Regions from separate parts of the Athene noctua genome. Here region 1 is linked to region 2. Evidence: chromatin contacts called from public Hi-C data. All regions are on one chromosome and are shown on one strand. Each heading gives the region's core, a stretch centred on a gene start, on an enhancer-like site or on the middle of the called end of the contact. The rest is flanking DNA. Distances are from core to core; before and after follow the strand shown.

Evidence for each region. A called contact is a pair of places that touch in the nucleus more often than the background predicts.
Region 1: a contact with region 2 is called in a Hi-C map of heart, with 12 times the contacts expected there. The contact joins the promoter of CDK8 here to the promoter of WASF3 in region 2. A contact is called at or near these places in 2 of 2 Hi-C or Micro-C datasets (heart and liver).

The regions. Positions count from the first base shown.
Region 1 is chr1:243,192,055-243,194,754 of bAthNoc1.hap1.1, reverse strand. It overlaps CDK8 (cyclin dependent kinase 8), which reads left to right and starts at 1,439. Exons shown (of 13, transcript XM_074915092.1): 1 at 1,439-1,806. The coding sequence starts at 1,679.
Region 2 is chr1:243,054,951-243,057,650 of bAthNoc1.hap1.1, reverse strand. WASF3 (WASP family member 3) reads left to right here and starts at 1,419. Exons shown (of 12, transcript XM_074915074.1): 1 at 1,419-1,514.

The sequences.
Region 1 (2,700 bases), core at 190-2,689, 140 kb before region 2:
CCCTGAGCTGATTCTAGTTGATTGGCGTAGTGAGATGCTGGGCAATAATCTTGTGTAATTTAGTTACTGGGCAAATAAAATTTTGTTTTGCTGCTTCTTTCAATTGCTTGTATTTTTTGTAACTCCTGCCTAATTGCTTTATCTAACATAGATAAAATCCCTAACAACTACATAGCAACATGCCAAAAGTCCAGCTGTGGGCATCTGACATCAGTCCAATTGAGTGATGCCAGCTCAGGAGGCTGGTACACCTCTATCCCCAGTTATCAGGAATCGTATAAATGAAAATGGGGATTTGTAAATTAAAATGGAGATTATTTCAGATGGTTCCAGAAAATGTTGCATCTTCTTTCCAGAGCCCCCACATTTTTTGATATTTTGTCTCTAAGTTATGGATTTGAGTGCCCCCTTACTTAGGCACATTGCTTTCTTGAGATCAAATGTGAAGCCTGTGTCCATGACTACTAAAAATGCCAATGGGCTGTAATTAGAAAAATGACTGTAGCTTTAGTTTAGTTACAAGCTCTCTATTCTGCAAAATAACTAGCCAGCTTTGTGTTGGGTGGGTAACTATGGCTCTACCAGCCAAGGAGAGGCAATGGAAAGTGCCCAGTTACTGGTCACACGCAAGGGCCTTGCTAAAGTTGACAGTATTTGCGTTAAATACCAGGCGCCATGATCCTGATTTGTCTCTGCATGCATGGTAGCATCTGACCCTGCCTACACCTGAAGTCATAGAATCGTCTTAATTACAACAACGTTGACAGGTGGCCTGGCAGGTTGAGCTGGCAAAGACAAACTGTGTCTGCCCTCGCCAGCCTGGAGTAAGCTGGAGATCCGGGCGTCCACCATAATCGACCCCGTGACGACAGCCGCAGCTTGTGGCCGCTGCTGACTGCCGGGGGGCTGATCCGGGGCAGCCGGGAGGTGGCGGCCCCGCGCTGTACCCGGTGCGGGCAGCCCCGTGAAGGAGGCCTGCTCCGGGGAATAACCACACGTGCGGCCTCTGCCCGTGCCGGTGCCGCTGCCCCGGGCCGGGCCCCGCCGCGGCTCCCCCCCACGGCCCGCCGGGGACTGCAGCTCCCGGCAGGCACCGCGCCACCTCGCCGCCTGAGGACTACACCTCCCGGCGTGCCTCGCGCTGGAAAGACTACAACTCCCGGCATGCATCGCGGGGCGCCGCGCCCCGCCCTCCCGGACTCCATCTCCCAGCGTGCTGCGGGGCCAGCAAGGCATGCCGGGACAGGCGGGGGCGGGGCTCCGGTGGAGGTCTCAGCCCGCCGCCTTCCACGTGGTGCGCTGCCCGCCGCGCCCGGGGCCGGGGAGGTGTCCGCTGTTTGCGACGTTTCTTTGCGGCAGTGCGGCCAGGCGCGGCTGCCGTATTCCGCCCGGGAGACCGGCTGTTGTGCCGCTAGCTGGCGGGGCGGGGAGGGAGCAGCCGGAGGACGGGGCTCGGGAGGGAAGGGAGCAGTCCCGCCGCCGCCCGCCCGCCCCTGGATGGTCCGCGGGGCGGCTCGGGGGTCTCCTCCTCCTCCTCCTCCTCCTCCTCCTCCTCCTCCTCCTCCTGCTGCTGCTGCTGCCGCCGCCCGGTCGGGGCGGGGCGGGGCGCGGCGGGGTGCGCGGCTGTCGGGGGCGGCTCGGCGCGGCGCGGCTCGGGGCGGCGCGGCGGGCGCTGAAGATGGACTATGACTTCAAGGTGAAGCTGACCGGGGAGCGCGAGCGGGTGGAGGACCTCTTCGAGTACGAGGGCTGCAAGGTGGGCAGGGGCACCTACGGGCACGTCTACAAAGCCAAGCGGAAGGACGGGTGAGTGAGGAGTGGGGCTCCCCTGGACCCCGCCGCGGGCTCTCCGCGCCCCCCCGGCCCCTCCTGGCCCGCCGCCGGCTCTGCCTGCTCCGGCCGCCCTGCCCTGCGCCCACCGCCTCCTGCCTCACGGGCCCTTGCGTCCCCCTCGGCCCCCCATGTTAATGCCGCCCGTTCTCCGGCCCTGCCCCTATCTTCTTTCTCGGTGTCGTGGCTTCTGCTGCCGCCCGGTTAAGCCCCGTGTTTTGCCGTCCGGACTGTGCTTGGGTCCCCGTAGGGCACTCGGAGCGTTCCCATCCCCTCAGCGAAATGCTGGAGTCTTGTTTCGGTACGGGTAGGTTTTGGAGAAAAAAATATGTAGTGGAGGAAAACGCGTAAGCGAACAGGTTTTCATTTTGATTAAATGAGTAGCCGCTTACAACGTTCAACCCGACCATCAGCGTCGTCTAACAGGGTTTGATTATTTATTTTTTTTAATAACGCTTTTTTGTCTGATTTATTACTTGTAGTCACCATTTTGGGTATTCTTGCTGGCTGCTTCAGGAACCAAAGTCTGCTGGCCCTTTCGGGGCTTTAGAACGCCTTAAAAGAGCTTTACGTGTGACCAGTTCTCGGTAGAGACCTGAGTATATGAATTTCTTTGCATAAATATTTTAAAGAAAGATCTAGCAAACTGTCATTTAGGTTTCCTTCGTTCATGACATGGCATCACTTGCTGAACAGCAGAACAATAGGAAGTAGGGAGCAGAAGGAGGAGAGGCACGGGTTGTTCTTGTAACAGGTCCTAAATTTTAAATTACATCCATTCTTTCTCTTGCAGTCTCCTCATAGTGGTGCTCTGTATGTTGTTGTTCAAATAACATGCATTTTAAAAGTCTGGGTGTTATTTTCACATTT
Region 2 (2,700 bases), core at 170-2,669:
TCTGCACTTCAAAGCCGGCTTGCTGCTTTTTGCCGTGTACCCTTGAGTGATTAGAGCAGTGGTTCTCAGCTGCTGCTTCTTACCATATCTGATACCCGTATCTTAAATAGAAGTAATTTTTCTCAAAGTAATAAAAAAAATGCGTATTATGTTTTGTGAAAAGGAGGTGCTTGTGAGCCCACGTCTTTACTGTAAGGCAAAGTGTGGCTAACTGAAGCCAGTGGTAAATTGGGTTTGAGCCCAGTAAAGTTTCAGTTGCCAAAGGTGATTGACTAGAGATGGTGTTCAATAGCCCCTACTTTCAGCTGCGATTATTTATTGAAGTGCCCTGGGCCATTAAAGTTCGCTTGGCTATTGTTCTACCTCCCCTGCCCCCCCCCCCCCCCCCCCCCCCCCGATCTCATTCACATGATAAAGTCCGACTTATTTTTTCGAAAGGCTTTGCAGCGAGCAACAAAAGCCCCCGTTATAGAGATAACCACAAAGGCCGAAATCTCAAGCAAAGCTTTCAGGAAAGGGCACATTGTTCGGGCTGGGTCAGCAGCTGCAGCCCTCACAATGCACCCTGCCCAGCGGGGCACAGCCCCCGCCGCCCGCCCAGAATCAAGCCCCACCAACCCCCCCAGCGTTAGGGTGCGTGTCTGTATAAATACAAATCAATTCGGGGCCTGGGTGACCAGAAGCTGGGTTCAGTAGGAATTGGGTCGCAAGGGCGGGCGGTGGATGCCTGTGGCGGTCAGGAATGAGGACAGGGGTGCCCCGGAGGCCTCTCGCAGGCGGGAGAGGGGCGGCGGTGGCTGGGTGAGGGCGCAGGCCCCGCGTGGGGCAGATGCCAGCCGGCAGCTTGCTGGGGGGGACGGGGCATGGGCGCCCGGGAGCCGGGTCGCTGGGCGGGGAGGGGGCGGCCGGAGAGGTGCACCATGGCCATAGCAGCCGGTGAGGCGCCCGCGGAAGAGGCGGCTGCTCCTGAGGGGCAGGTGGCTCTTGGGCGGGGGGGTGTGGGGGAGACACGAAGACACGACAGTCCCGCGGCAGCCGGGCGGCGGGAGCCCCAGCGCAGCCTACGCACCCCGGGGACTTCGGCGGCCGGACCGAGAGGCGGGAGCGAGGCCTGGCCCGGCCTGGCGGAGGAAGGAGGGAGGGAGGGAGGGAGAAGCGGGGCCGGCCCAGGCGGTCAACGAGAGGAAACTGCCCTCCCCCGCGCCCGGCCTCTTGCGAACCCCAGGTAGGGGCCGCTGATTGACAGCTCTCCCCGCCCTCCTGGCGTTTTCATTGGATGCTCTCCACGCCGATCAGCAATATGTGCGGAGAAGCCCTGGCTCCTATTGGCGAGATTTTCCCCGCCCATCTTGGCACGGGCCAAAAGGGAGGCGAGGGGGCGTGTCCCGAGGCCGAAGGGGCGGGGCGGCGGTGTGGGGCGCGGAGGCTTAGCCCGCGAAGGCGCTCGGCGGCGGCGGCTGGAGCGGTCGGGAGGCGGCGGCGGCAGCGCGGGATGGGACGGAGCGCGGCGCCAGGTGGGTGCGGGGCTGTGCGCCCGCCTCCCTCAGCCGCGGCGGGAGGGCGGGTGGGCGAGCGAGCGAGCCAGTCGAGCTCGGGGGGTCTGTTCCCCCCCCGGGAGCCCGGCGGTCGCCGGGAGGGGCGCTGAGGGGGAGCAGCCGCTTTTTAGCGGTCTCTCGCCGCCGGCCCGCGGGGTTAATCGCGCCGTTGCCCAGTGGGAGCCCCCTCAGCGTGGCGGCGCCTTTCCCCTCAGAGCCGCCGGGAGGGCAGCGACGGGTCGCGCCGGGGCTCCTCGCTCTCCTCTGGCCCGGGCTGAGCTGCCCGTCCTGGGGCCCTCGCCTCAGCCGCGGGGGGAAGCTTTGTTTCTAGCCCTCCTGCCGGCCTCGGCCCCTCGCCAGTCCCTGGAGCCGCGGGCGCGTTCCCCTTCCCCCTTTCGGTCTCGGGTGGGGGTTGCGGAGTTCCCCATGCGTGAGGTCGAGGAAGGGGCCCCCCGACTGTCCCCGCAGCCCATCCCCGAGAAGCGCAAGCTGGGGGTCCTCTTCCCCGCTTGTGTTCCCTTCACGCGTGGCCCCCGCACCAGCACCGGGATGTGACACCGGCAAGTATCTTCTGGTATTCAGCAGTCTTCAAGTACTTAAAAATAATCGTCTCTGGCTTTGAAGGGCTCTGGGAGTTCTTGACAGCTCGAGAACTTTTACACCGTGGTTTTTTTTAATTCTTTATATTCGTGCCTTGTTGCATATTGTTTTTCCACTTACTCTTTTAAGTGAATGTGTCGCTGAGAAGATGCTGGGAGTCTGAGTGCAGGCATGAGAAGACAGGGATTTATTGTAACTGCTGAATGTCTAACGCTAGCTGAAAAACGGTTAAGAAATGCTTTATTTATTCTTCTCGTTTCTGATACAGTTCAGTAATTGCCGCAGATAACTAGCGGGAGAAGGGCTCATAGTTTAGGCTGAGCAACAATCTGAAGTGGGGCCAGTAGTTGAGTGATGGGTTATTGGATGCAGTTGTGAGATTTCTTGATAGAAAATACTTCAAAGCACAAATGGTTTAGTTTGTGTACTGTTTGTGCAGGAATAGGAAAAAGCTGTGTAGCCGTAGTTCTTTGTGTCTCTTTTGTAACTACAGGGAATGGGGGGAAAGTATTCTTATTAGAAAAAGATGGGGGCAAATTATGAAAGTAGCCAGGAACTTCAAGAG